2 separate regions of the Mus musculus genome follow, and region 1 is linked to region 2. A link is a contact called in public capture Hi-C data. All regions are on one chromosome and are shown on one strand. The core of a region is the stretch at or near the end of the contact, and the rest is flanking DNA. Distances in the headings are between cores, read along the strand shown. Region 1 overlaps Sh3kbp1 (SH3-domain kinase binding protein 1). Region 2 overlaps Sh3kbp1 (SH3-domain kinase binding protein 1).

What was found. Capture Hi-C pulls out chosen DNA fragments and counts their contacts.
Region 1: a contact with region 2 is called in a capture Hi-C map of bone marrow-derived macrophages, with 5 times the contacts expected there. The contact joins two enhancer-like sites. A contact is called at or near these places in 3 of 484 Hi-C or Micro-C datasets (the HL-1 cell line, cortical neurons and double positive thymocytes) and 4 of 9 other capture datasets (adipose tissue, bone marrow-derived macrophages, liver and 1 more).

What each region holds. Positions count from the first base shown.
Region 1 is chrX:159,830,376-159,837,618 of GRCm38.p6, forward strand. The region is part of intron 6 of Sh3kbp1 (SH3-domain kinase binding protein 1); the gene reads left to right. Among named protein-coding and RNA genes, the nearest start is that of Map3k15, 150 kb to the right of the region's middle. Within about 2 kb of position 5,101, at least 5 of the 459 cell types and tissues checked have an H3K27ac peak or open chromatin away from gene starts, as enhancers often do. A contact at or near this core is called in bone marrow-derived macrophages, where this site is marked.
Region 2 is chrX:159,647,907-159,654,603 of GRCm38.p6, forward strand. The region is part of intron 1 of Sh3kbp1 (SH3-domain kinase binding protein 1); the gene reads left to right. Among named protein-coding and RNA genes, the nearest start is that of Sh3kbp1, 24 kb to the left of the region's middle. Within about 2 kb of position 2,320, at least 94 of the 459 cell types and tissues checked have an H3K27ac peak or open chromatin away from gene starts, as enhancers often do. A contact at or near this core is called in bone marrow-derived macrophages, where this site is marked.

The DNA of each region.
Region 1 (7,243 bases), core at 3,851-6,350, 190 kb after region 2:
CTGGCCAGCATTCTCTGCAGATCCTAGCTCTGCATCTTGAGGCTGGAATTACAGAAGAGTGAGCGTGCTCCTGTAATTTTGACTCGTGTTCTGGCAATCTGAAGTCCAATCCTCTTGCTTGAGTGGCAAATGTTGACTGCTGAGATTATTTCCCTAGCCCCTGTTTGTTTATTCCTGAGGTGCGATCTCACTGTGTGACCTTTGAACCTCTGAGCTCAGGCCACTTCCCCAGCTCCATAAGTGCTAAGACTATAGGTATGTGTGTCTTCCTACCAGCTACTCCCAAGTTTATGTCATAGCACATTTCTTCCAAGAATGGAATGCCTTTCTATCATTTCCACCTAGAGATTCTAATTCATGTTATTTTATCCAAACCCCAACAACTTCTCCTCCCACAACTTTCTCCATCTCAGATAAAGGTAGTATTATCCCTCTTTCCCTTTTTTTTCTCAAGTTTGTGCCTGACTAATTGAACTGGAAACTCCCTCACCTCTGCCTAACTATGTCTAGCATTTGCCTGTCTGTATTTCATCACCCTAGTAGGGCCCCTTGTTTCTTCTCCCTGTTCCACTCTATGTATATGAAACATAAGGATTTGTGGAAGGTGTAATGTTTCCAAATGTATTAACATTGTACTTTGGAGATTGCAGACATCAGTAGAGTGAGGGAGCTCGGTGGGGCAGTTAGAGCAAGTATATAATTGAAAATCAGCCAGGTGTGTGCTTAAATGTTTCTTTGTGAAATGAAGTAGTAGTGACCTGAAATAATAACTTTACCAGAGTTATGAACTCTGAAGGTATGTGTGTCATGTATGTGGGCATATGTGTGTGTGTATTCTGAATTCTGATTTCTTGCAGAGTAAAACCATGTGCTAGAAGTTCCCTTAACCCAGTGTGAAGCCTTGGGACCAAACATAAACCTGACAGTTTGTTTGACTGGCTGCAGGCAGCATTTTCAACATCTGAAATGATTTAACACGATCTCTACTCCCTGGTGTTGATGCAATGGGTACTTGTGTTGATTTATGGAGCCATTGTGTTGTTACATAATCTGACTTGAGAGCTGATGAGTGTGATACTGTTTTATTAGTGTACAATCTGGTTCTTTTCACTTTTGAGGTGGTTTTGTATTCAATATTTACGTTTAAAGAGGAAAGTTTCCTTTTCAGGTGGGGCTTGTTGCTTTCATTTTGCAGAAGCACAAATTGGATCCTGCATGTCAAAATTTGGTATGTGAATTGTCTCCCACATTGTCTCCCACTTAGGGTGGAGCAGTTGATCTTCTGACGTGGCTAACTTGATCATTTGTATGAGGAAAAAACGGAATCCAATTATCTTTGATAACTTCAAGAACCATATTTATAATTTCCATTCAACTTTATAAAGTATTAAGGCCCAATTCTCTGGATTAGTAGATAATTCTCTCTCTCTCTCTTTCTCTCTCTCTCTATCTATCTATCTCTCCCTCCACCCCTCCCTCTCTCTCTCCCTTCTTCCTTCCCTCCCTCCCTCTCTCTCTTGTCTATTTATCCCTCTCTCCCTCTCCCTCCCCCTCTCTCTGTATGCATGGGAGTTATGGATATGGGGCTGTGTACACTTGGAGGCCAGAAGTCAACACTGGGTGTCTCTCTTGATCTCTTTACACGATATTTACTACCCCAGGGCTTCCTCACTGAATCTGAAGCTCACTTGTTGATCAGGTTGATTGTCCAGTAAACTCCATGTTTTGTCTGTCTCTGCCTCCCAGTGCTGGGGTTATAGATATTTTCTACCATATCTAAATTTTTTGTGGATACTAGATATCTGAGCTTAGGGCCTCATGCTTGCATGGCAGACATTTTACCAACTGAACCATCCCCCAAGCCCCTATCCATGTATGTTTAATAAGTAACACTTAAAGATTACATGTCAGTGGAAAAAGCCCTCTACCAACCCTGAAACAAAGAAATAGTGAAGGCAGGCTTGGTAGTATGCACCTTTATCCTGGCACTTGGGAGACTGAGGCAGTATAATTGAAAAGTCAAGGCTCACCTGATGTCCTTAGTCAGTTCCAGTCAGCCAAACTAGCCAGCCAAACAAAAGCCAGGGCATATTGTTATTCTTGCTCCTCCTCTTAAGATATAAGAGGGACCCCACATAATACTAAAACATAGATATACCTGTGAATAATTTGTGTAATGTACCATTTAACTGAAATATTTACAGATGAAATGATGTAGAGAAGACAAGATTGGTGATGAGTTGATATTTTTTGAACTTCTGGCCCCCCAGCCTCTGCCTTTCAAATGCTAGGATTACAGGCTTATACCATCTAGCTCATGAGTTGATAGTAATTGAAAGCAAGTGACACATACATGGGAGTTTGATGTATGCTCCATTTTTGTGTATGTTACAAATTTTATTTAATAGAGATTACAGGAAAGGGAACTTTTGCCAAAATGTTTCCATTAAAATTATGCTTAGTTAGAATATGTTCGTAGGGCCTGGAGAGATGGCTCAGCAGTTTAGAGCACTTGTTGGTGAGTCACTCAGATGATTACTCTACATCAAACACTTAGGTAAAGGAGGGGTGGGTGTGATACAATTGTCGGTAAGTTGCAGAGATTTGGGTGAGGCCCAGGACCTCACTTGGTATGGCTTTCTATATAGAATAGTCATCGCTTTCTGTGCCAACTTAGTCCATGTTTGGACTCTAAAGGCATGACTAGTCTCGGCTCCTCTAATCATCTGGGAACCAGTCTTTTTAGACTGGTTGGAAAAGATATCTCGAAGCATTGTGGTTTGACAGGTTGGTCATATATAATGTTTCTTACAGAGAATCCTGTCAGGAACTTTTTTCCTATGCCTTCCTGGTTTAGTTGATTTCTCTTAGTGACTTCTGACATCTCTTTCTTGAAAGGATTTTGTTATTGTTGTTGTTGTTGTTATTTTTTACTAGTTTTTATTTGTGGCAGTCTCTGTTTTTAACTCCTGTCAACATGAATCTTATTTATAGAATTACAGTCACTCGAATTAATGCCTTTTATGGTATCAACATTGAAACATTTGCCTGTGGCAGAGAATTAAAATTTAAATTGTATGTAAATGGAAATTTGCAAATCAATTGTTTCAATCTGCCAAATTGTAGTTAAGAGAATTTTAATATTTTCATTCATATCTCTGATAGTCTTTTTATCCATTCTAGTAAAAATTCATTAAACTTCATAGTAGAATTAAACCAGATAAGTAACAAGTGACAGTCTTAGCTGAATACAGTATTCATGTCTGTATTCCCAGAATACTAGAGACTGAGGTGGGTGACCACTGCAAATTCAAGGCCAGCTTGGTCTATATAATTTCCAGTGCTATCTAATGCTACATAGCAAAATCATATTTCAAACAAACAAACAAACAACAAAAGTAATAGTCTCTATTGTAAATAAGAGATCTGGGGCCAAGAAGATTGCTCAGCAGGTAAAATTACCTGCCATCAAGCTTAGTGACCCAGGTTTGGTCCCCAGGATCCCCAAGGTGGAAGGACAAAACTTACTCCCACCAGCTGTCCCCTGACCTCTATACAATGCTACGGCACTTGTATGTATGTATATGTGTATATATATATATATATATATACATACACACACACACACACACACACACACACACACACACAAAATGTTCTCTCTTTCCCCTCTCTCTCTCTTGATTAAAAATTTTAAAAGAAGAAATCTCCATGCTTGTTAGTTCCTTTTCTATTGCTGTGACAAGACACCACAACCAAGTCAACTTACATAAGAAAGAGTTTATTTAGGGCTTAAAGTTTAGAGGGAAAATCCTTCAGCATCCTTTTGGGGAAGGTGACAGCAGTCAGCCAGACATGGTGCTGGGTACTAGCTGGGAGTTTACATTTTGATCCTCAAGCAGGAAACAGAGCAAGCTAACTGGAAATGATGTGTGTTTTTGAAACCTCAAAGCCTATCCCAAGTGACACAACTCCTCCAACAATGCCACACCTCCTAATCCTTTCTACACAGTTTTACCAACTGGGGACCAAGGATTCAAATATATGAGTCTATAAGGACTTTTGTCATTCAAACAATCATAATCTCCAATCCTTTGAAGAGAAATAAGCTCTGGTGAGGCCCAGGAGCTAATATATTCTTTGGCTAATAAAACACAACTGGGTAAGATTTAAAAAAAAACTCATCTAAGACTTAGATTATTGAATATTCCTCAGTTGGATGGAAAGATATGATTATATGACATCTTTAGAGTGATTGCAAACTCTGTGGCTTTCAATGAGCAGATGGTATTATGATGCTTACTGGTTAAGTGAAACATATGGGATTGTTAGACTTCAGTTTATTTATTCCCATTGTATCCATGTTTCCTTGTCTAGGAAAAGGAAAGGGGGGTTGGTAAGGAATGGGAAACAATGTTACAGTTTTTAAAAGATTATTATTATTTAAGTGTGTGTGTGCCTGTGTGTGCAAGCAAGCCATGTTCCCTGTGTGAGTGCAGTTGCCCTTGGAAGTCAGAAGAGCATATCAGATCCTCTGGAGGTGGAGTGACATGTGGTTGTAGGGCACCTGATAAAGGGCATAAAACTCTGGTCCTCTGGAAGAACAATATGTGCTCTTAAGTACTGAGCCATCTCTCTCTCCCGAGGGTTATTTTTTTGACAGGTTGGATGTTTTCTGCTATTTATGTATGCTCGACGTGTACTTTGTGAAACACTCAGCCTAATGTATTTTCCAAGAAATCTTTAACCGCAGCCAGATCATTACCAAGAGCCACAGTCTCAGGAGCTCTTACTATTGTATTTCTACAGACTGGAGCTAGAGCCCAGCGTGCAGAAAGCCGAGGCTTCGATCCTCAGCACTGTGTAAACCAGCTGTGTTCCTGCATGGTTAGAAGTCAATTACCTGGAGGTGGAGGCTATAGGGTACACAGTTCAAGATCACCCTCAGCTACATAGTGAGTTTAAAGTCAAAGTGTACACACACACACACACACACACACACACACATACGCTATTAAACAGCCAGGTCAGATAGGACAGGTTCAAATCCTAACTCTGCTTCCTTAGAAGGCAAGTTAGTGACTCAGAGCTTTCTGTTCCTCATCTTTAAAATTAGAATAACAAGATGATTTGTCACTTACGGGTAGCACGAGGATTAAGTAAATGTGTATAATGATTAGAAAAGTACTTATCATATAATAATCACGTAGTTAAGGTTCTTTTTTACTAGAAAGGAATAGTTACCTTTTCCAGGACCATTGCAGAGAGAGAGATTTCATGTAGTGTATAAATTCATTTGCCATGTGTCTTCTTCAGTCTTATTTTAAAGTAGTCTCACTGTGTAGCTCTGGTTGGTTTGGAACTCAATCTGTAGACCAGGTTAGCTCCCAGCTCCCAGCAATCTGCTTTTCTCTACTTCCCCGTGTGCTAGGGTGAAAAGGCAAATGCCTCCTTGCCTAGCTTCCACCTCAGTTGTTGGGCCAGGGTCTCACACTGAACCCGGAGCTGATCAGTTTGGTTAGACTGGCTGGCCAATGGGTTTTCGGGATCTCTCTGCCTGTACCTCCCCAGCACCAGGATTATAGGTTCACCTTGCTGTGCCTGGTTCTACCTGAGTGCTAGGAATTCCTCTTGTTTGCATGGCGAACACTTTAGCAACAGAGCCATCTCTCCAGCCTGACATTTTTTTTTAAATCTTGATTATGGAAGATTTGAAACTCCAAAAAGTAGACTCGAATTTTGCTATATTTGTGGCAACTGTTTGTTTCATATTACCAAGTCTTAAATGTCAGCCACTAGAATGTAAATGCCATAATTTGGGACCTTGTCTGCATTAGTCACCACTCTATTTACAATTCCTTGAAAAAAAATTGTTAAAACTACTATGTATCATTGGTCTTCAGTAAATGTTTGTTGACAAGATAAGTGAAGACCCTCTTTTGTCTTAATCCAGTTAGAACTCTAAAGCTCACTGTGCTCCTGCTGGGCTTGTGGTGTAGCTGAAAATTCCCTTTCCATTTATTCATTAATTGCCTCAGGTATTCATTTACTGAAGCATCACCAAATTTCTTGTACAGATCATCAGTGGCACCCTGAGATTTCTCTATGACTGACTGACTGAATGGGTGACAATCCACATCAAAAGCAATCAGCTGAGTGGTATATGCAGATCAGTGGTTCTCAACCTGTGGATATCCTATCCCGCACATATCATATCCTGTATATCTGATATTTATATTATGATTCATAAACATTAGCAAAATTATAGTAATGAAGTATCAATGAAAATAAATTTCTGGTTGGAGAAGCTCACCACAACATGGCAAATTGTATTGAAGAATCACAGCATTATGAAAGTGGAGAAACAATTGACCTAGATGTTGTAGTTATAGATTAGGTATAGAGTGGTTTTCCTTGTTTGTTTGCCCGGATGATTATTGATTAGGAGTCAGGTAGATATGATCTAGGTAATTGGTATTTAACACTTCTTACCAAAGTCATACTTTGGCTCAGTCATTATTTCTAGGTTTCTCATCTGATACCATGGATTGTCTCAAAACCTTTTATTTATGTTTTGTTTGAGACAGGCTACCATGGACCCTAGGCTCATTTCTAACCCACTATGTAGGTGGGGATGATAATGAACTGTTGATGCTCCTGTTTCTACCTTCCAACTTCTGGGATTACAGGCATATACCTCCATGCCTGGGTAGATTGTCCCTTGATCTGAGAAACTTGTATATATAAAGGACCATATAAGGCAGGGAGAAGGACTAGCAGAGTTGTGTCCATAGTTGCTGTGAGAATCGGGCAGAAGGGAATTTCCTGGGATGCTGAAAAGTAAGGGAGTATCTAAAGATATTTTCAAGGAAAAGAGTGTTCAAAAATGATGGGAAGTCACAGGATTGACGGTATGTGTGTGGATCGGGAGAAAGCATGATTACAATGAAGGGGCAAATAGGTAGATTGGGCCGGAGCTCAGGGAGGGTCAGGTTGTGATGGTGGTAGGCAGCTGGTGCCTCTTTCCACAGGAGTTTGCCAGTCTGCTTTCCCTGGGTGGGCTGGCATGTTGGTGGAGGAGTTCAGTTGTGCACTTTAGAGAGATAACTAGGGAGGTGCCTGAGAATGTGGACTAGAGATTGAAGAGGAAGTAGCTGGCAGAGTTGCCAGCCCAGGGCTCTGTGGTTGATGACTAATTGGCCAGGCACCAGGAGCTTCTAGTAGCTCCTGGAAAGGGGCAGAT
Region 2 (6,697 bases), core at 1,070-3,569:
AGACACTGCCATTTACAGCAGAGTTCATTTCTTTTCATTAGGGAGTAATTGCTTAAAAAATGCCTCTCCCCCCCCGCCCCCCCCCCCCCCCGCTAAAAACACAGTCTTTCATCTTCTAAACTGGCAGTGGAAGCTCCCATCAGCTGGCCTCACATGCAAACAGTCTGTAATGGTGGAGATGGTAGTAGGATGCTGAGTCTCTTTGGATTGTCTTGAATGTTGACAATGAATGTTGAGTGAACCTGCTTTGGATGTTATGTGTGTCCACTCCTTTAGGGACCATCTCATGTGTCCTAGACAGCTCTACCTTTGGATGTTAGTACACTTTGGAGAACGGGAGGAGCCATATGTCTGCTTCCTAGGCAACTGAGACTTACTGAAAGTAGAGCTTAAGTGGCCCAACTGTCCTGGCATTGGAAATCATTACTTTTTATTTTTAGGTTATCCTCTGTTAGCCCTAACTCCTTTCAAGTGCAGGCAACTGGAATCAATGAGCAAGACCTTTGTCAGATGGGCCCTATCTGAGTTTAAACTTTCCCTCTCAGTTAGTTGGAAGGAGTTTAGGAGACCCAAATTGAACGAAAGAACAGTGCTAATTTCCATGTTTGCTCTCTTTTAGCCGAATCTGCCATTTAAGGAGGGTTCTGTCTCCCTGTGGATTTAGGGTACTCACTACAAGAAAATGATGTTCAAAAGAGTTCATTCTGGCTCTTTACGAGCTCATGGCACCAGCTAAACCAATAGCCATAAGAACAGTTTGCATTAAAAAAAAAAAAAAAAACCCAACCCTTTGAGGCTCCTGAAGAGCAAGCAACCCTGAGACTGGGACTCAGACACTGTGAGCTTCAGTGGGTCTCAAAAGGAAATTGGTGTCATCATCTCTAGTTGCAAAGTGTTGCGTTAAATGATAAGAAGAGGCTTACCTTGCATTGCTCATTGCCTAAGTAATAATCTTATTTTACTATCCCCGTTCTTGCCCACCTTCACTTACAAAAATAACTCTGAGTGGGTTTTCTTTTTAAAGATTTGTGTCAAACTGATACCTCATAAAATGGCACAAGCAAAGTGTTCTATTTAGAACCTGTCCTGTGACATAAAAACACACGTGTTTTTAGTTATTGGACTCTGGTTTTTGGAATTAAGGCTAGGGGAATGAAGACTGATAGTAGCTATGGGCATGGAGCTAGGTTTTCAGACAAGACATGAAAATGCTGTGGATTTTGCATAGATAGATTTACTTAAGTAAAACTTGCTTATTCATTAGGCCCCAAACATGCTGCTATGGCATTTCGTAAGTAGGACTTTATGTTTCCTATTGCTACCTGTTTTATTTACATATCTCTTGTTGTGATAAGACATTATGACCAAGGCAACTTACAGAAGAAATAATTTATTTATTTTGGGGCTTATGGCTTCGGAGGATGAGTCCATGATGGCAGAGCAAAGGTATGGTGGTGGCAAGAACAGCAGAGAGCTTACACTATAATCCATAAGTACAGGGCAGAGGCACACACACACACACACACACACAGAGAGAGAGAGAGAGAGAGAGAGACAGAGAGAGACAGAGAGACAGAGAGAGAGAGAGAGACAAGGGGAGATTTTGAAAGCTCAAAACTTGCCCCCAATGACACACCCAATAAGGCCACACCTCCTAATGCTTCTCAAAACAGTTTCGTAAACTAAAGAGCAAGCATCCAAATCTATGTGCCAATGGGGGCCATTCTTATTCAAAGCACCACACTGCCCTAACAAATTACTACAAACCCAACACAAGTGTATTGTCTCCCAGTTCTATAGGAGTCTGATGTGGGTCTCATGTGTTTAGTATGAAGGTATTGACAGGGCTGTGTTTCTTACTGGGAACTAGTGAAAAATCTCTTGTTTTTGACCCCAGCTGCTCATGTTTCCTTTCTGAGTCTTCAAAGAAGGTGAACTCTGCTAGCATCTCACCACTCTGACCTCTTTCAGTGTGTCTTCCATAATGTGAGATTCACCTGGAGAATCCAGGTTAATTAATCTCCCCATTTTAATGCCAACTGACTGGCAACCTTGTTGGCAACTTGCTGGTTATTCACAGGTCCTTGGAATTTCATATGTGGGCAGTGTTGGGGATGCATTACTCTAGATAGTTTACTGGGGACTTTTTGTTCTCATCACGTAGTGGGCAATGGTGTCAGTAGCAGCTCATGGTGGAGGATAGCTTCCGTCTTTACAGCACTGCAGGAAATTAAGAAGGTGCAGTTCTCAGACCATGGCTCATGAGAGGCAGGCTGCCCTCGGGCTAGAGCCTCACGGTGGCGTGCTGTTAAAGGGGGGCATGGAGTGGAGCTGACGAGTCACAGCTGGGCTGGCCAGCCAGTGAGTAAGGAGGAAGCAGGAAGATGAAGACAGGAAATGGCAGTCGAGTCAGTCCCTTGGGAGAAAGAAAATAGAAGATGGGGTTGGCTACATTTGACCTAAAGAAAGGAAAAAGAGGGGCCTTTTTTATCCTGTGCTTTGGAACTGGTTCCTCTCTTGAGGTTATGCGGAGACTCTAGACTGAATACATTTGGTCTCTGTTTAGATACGGGTTGTGCTTTTGCCACCGAAACACAAAGGCTTCAAGCATGAGCGCTGAGTCTTGCAGTGGGGGGTAGGGAGAGCAGCAGCCCATGTAATCTAGTCCCAGGAGAGCTCTGCTCTGGGGGTTGCAAACGGACTTGTACAGATTCACAGAGCCTTGGCCGTTTTCTCAGACTCCTAAGGTAGACTCTGCTGTGAACTGACCTATGCTGGGTTGTACTTTGAAGAACTGTCATGCTCTCCTGGGACACAATAGAAGGGAACTTTGAGGGTCATTTCCCACAGCCTTATGATCAGAGAATATTCTAGCCACGCCCGACTCGTGTTAGTCGGAAGGCACAGGGAAGCTGTGCTAAGTTCCCAGTCACAGTGTCTCTGTGTGACAGTGGCAGAATTCAGCTAACCCCCAGAAGGAGGCCAGGGCTTTTATTTTCTAGCCAAACATGGGCCCGGACACAGTACTTTCTGAAGAGGGCAGAGTGCTGAGCTTTGTAGATTCTTCGCTGTAGTTCTTACAAGAATCAGCATGCCATTACAGTGTTTTCCCCAGTTCATGGGTCACAGGGCCATTGCTCATGTTGATGGTTCATCAGCTGCAGCCAGTAAACTCTGATTAGTCTTTCCTGCTGGCCCACCATGCCTGGGAGGGGCATTTGTTTCTGATATGAGTACTTCGAGTGTGAATCCAGCATTTTTGGTTAAGAATTAAAGCTAATTAATAAACCAGAATATATTTTACTGCTTTTTTTTTGAAAGCATGAGTTGATTTTTAACACTTTATTTTGAGGGGCTAGAGAGATGATGGCTCAGCAGTTAAGAGCACTGTCTGTTCTTCCAGAGGACCTGGGTTCAATTCCCAGCAACCACATGGTGGCCCACACATGTCTGCAACTCAGTTCCAGGACTTCTGACACCCTCACACAGACACATATGAATGCAAAACTCCAATGTACATAAGTTAAAAGTAAATTTTAAAAACTTTATTTTGAACAGACTTCAGTCTTGCAGAAAAGATGCAAAAGTGATATTGGGCTTTCACATAGCTCCCACCCAGTTTTCCGTATGGTTGGCTAGCATCTTTCATAATCATAGTTATGTTTATGTTCTTGTTAGAATTGGGAAACCAACATTGGCATAATACTATTTGTTATATTGAAAGTATTATATAATGTCATCAGGTTTTTGACTGGGGTCCTTTTAAAAAATTCTTGTCTTGAATCCTGTCCAGAATCTTACCTTTCATTTGGTTGTTGTTCCATCCTGGACTCCCACTGTCTGTGACAGTTCCTCCATCTGTCACGACCTTGATAGTTCTGAAGCATATTGATTAGTTATTTGGGTAACTGTTCTACAATTGTGTTTTCTCGTGACTGGATTGAGGTTACTTAAAAATCTTATTTCATTTTTGTGATTAATATAATTAGAACATTTCTCCTTTTTTCTTCTTTTTCTTCCCTCCCTCCAAATTCACCCATATACTTGTCTCCACTCTCCTTCAGCTGAAAGCTTACTGAATAACTTTTAACAATTTTGAAATGAGGAGTTTGGTGGCATCAAGTATATTCACAGGTGTGTTGTTACTATTCTCAGGACATTTCCATAACTCTCATATAGTCTATCTCATCTATCCTATCCTCGATTAGTAGTTAGTCTCCAAATGACCCCTCCTCTGGCCTCTCTTCACTGCTAGTCTCCTTGCTGATTCTATGATTGTTGCCTAGTCCATGTTCCTTATGTAGGTAGCATCATAGTGTTTACTAGTCTGTGTCTTGCCTCTTTGACTTAGCTTTCAAGGATCCTCCATTTGACAATGTGTTGGCTTGGCCATGGTGTCTCTTCCACAGCAATAAAACCCTAACTTGGGCAGTAGAGAGACAGCAGGATAGGATTCACGATCACAATTCACTGCGGTGGAGGGCAGGCTGGGGAGAAGCTAGCACATTCTGCAACCCCAAAGCCAAGAGAGAACAGCTGAGTTGGAAATGAAGGCACTTTAGTCTTCTCAGTGTTTTTACATCTTTGTGACTGCATTTCCTAACAAGAAATGATATATTCATAATATATAGTGTAGTATTGTGTATTACATGTAATACTTAGTATGCTCCATGTAGAAGCAGGAGGATTGTGAGTTGAAGGCCAGCCTTAGTGAAACCATCTTAAGAAAAAGGACATATTTTACATTTTGACCTCATCTTTATTTATGCTTGAAGTTTGTGATTACACCACAAGTATTTGATAAAAATCTGTTATTTTATATTTCTTTCTATTCCATTAGGGAAAAAAGAAACCTGTTTCTTGTGACCATGCTTAGTCTTAGCCTGAAAGTACCTTTGTACACAAAGGCATGTGGTTGCTGGGAACAGAACCCGGGTCCTCTGTAAGAGCAGCCAGTGAGTGCTCTTAACCACTGAGCCATCTATCCAGCCCCCCCATTTTTTTTCACACTGTGCTTTTCCTGGTCCAAATTATTCATATGCTTTTGTTTGTTGCATATTTTGGCAGTTGACACCAATCTATGTGGAATGCCATGATTAAATATAAAACAAATCACTGAGAACTTTTGATTGAGACTGGAATAAATTGTGTAGTAAAGTTTACATGCATGGAAAAAAAAATTTGTTTTTTGGAAGCAAGATCTAGATTTGCTTTTAGTTCTGTGATTCTGTCATTCCTTCCTTCTGTCATTTTATTTTTAGCTTTTTGAGACCAGGTTTCTCTGTGTATTGCTGACTGGTCTGGAACTCAGTATGTAGCCCAAGCTCGCCTTAAACACAGAGATCTGCCTGCCTCTGCTTCCCAGTTCTTAGGATTAAAGTCTTGGATATGAGCACACCCAGCTGTCCTTTTTGTTTGTTAGTTAAGGCTTTTGCTTTGTTTCCTCTAGCGTGGCCTAGAGCTCACTATGTGGTACACGCTAGCCTTGGACTTGAAGTGACTGATCATCCTGTCTCAGCCTCCCAGATGCTGGGATCAGAGGCATGTATCATGATACCCAGATGCTTTGATGCTCATTCTTTCTTATAAAAAAAAAATCATTTTTTGACTATCTAGAAAGATATCACCTTTAAAAAGGAAGAAAATTGCTATATCTATAAAAGTTTGGTAAGGCTTGGTATTAGTATATAAAGAAGATGCCATTGTTGTTATTAATAGGGATATTTTCCCTTGCACTCACATTTGCTAGAGTTCCATTGTTTATGCAGACTTTTTTTTTAAGGCAGAGTCTCGTATAGTCCAGGCTGACATTAAGCTTCCTGTGTAGCCAAGACCTTGAACTCCCTATCTTCCTGCTAATACCTCCCAAGTCCTAGAATTATGGGTGTCTACTACCATGCTTCTTTTAAGAGATAAGTTCTTGCTATGCAGCCAAGGCTGAACCTTCAACTTGCCATCCTCCCTGCCTCTGCCCTCCACGTAGCTGAGATGATAGGTACACTCGGCTTTATGTACTCAGACATTTTTATTAACATCATATAATGCATAGTATATTTCGTTATGGCATTTCATGTATATAATGTATTTTTATCATACTTACCTCCCATTACCCTTTCCTGTTCCCATCTTGCTCCTGTTGACCCCCATCCTGTTCTTTCCTAGTTAGTCTTCTACTTTCCTCTATGCATGTGTTTATTTTTGGTGACCCAGTGAGTCTTATTAGGCTTGCTTAAAGGAACCAGGTGATGGATTATATATAGGAGCATTATATACAGGCAACCATTAACTGCCTGTAAATACTCAGGGAGGGTGGTTCCTCATGGGCCTTGCATTCCCCCAGAAATGGATGATTGCAGGCCTAGTCTTGTGCAGATTATGTGCTGATTATCACCACTACTATGAGATCAAGCATGCAATAGTGATACCATGTTCCAAAGACGACAGTCTTTCCTTTTTTCTACTTTTATAATCTTTTCATTCTGTCTTCAACCACAGTCCCTGAGCCTGAGAGGGAGAGGATGATGTGGGATGCTCCTTTCTAGCTGAGCAGTCTACAGTCCTAGAGGCTAGAAGTTCAAGGTCAAATGTATAAATACAACCCGCTGATGCCATTTTTTTGGGGGGTATTGTTTTGTATATATATGGTTTCAGGGCTGACCCTCTTGTATTGGATAACCAATTAGGGGCTCATCTCTTG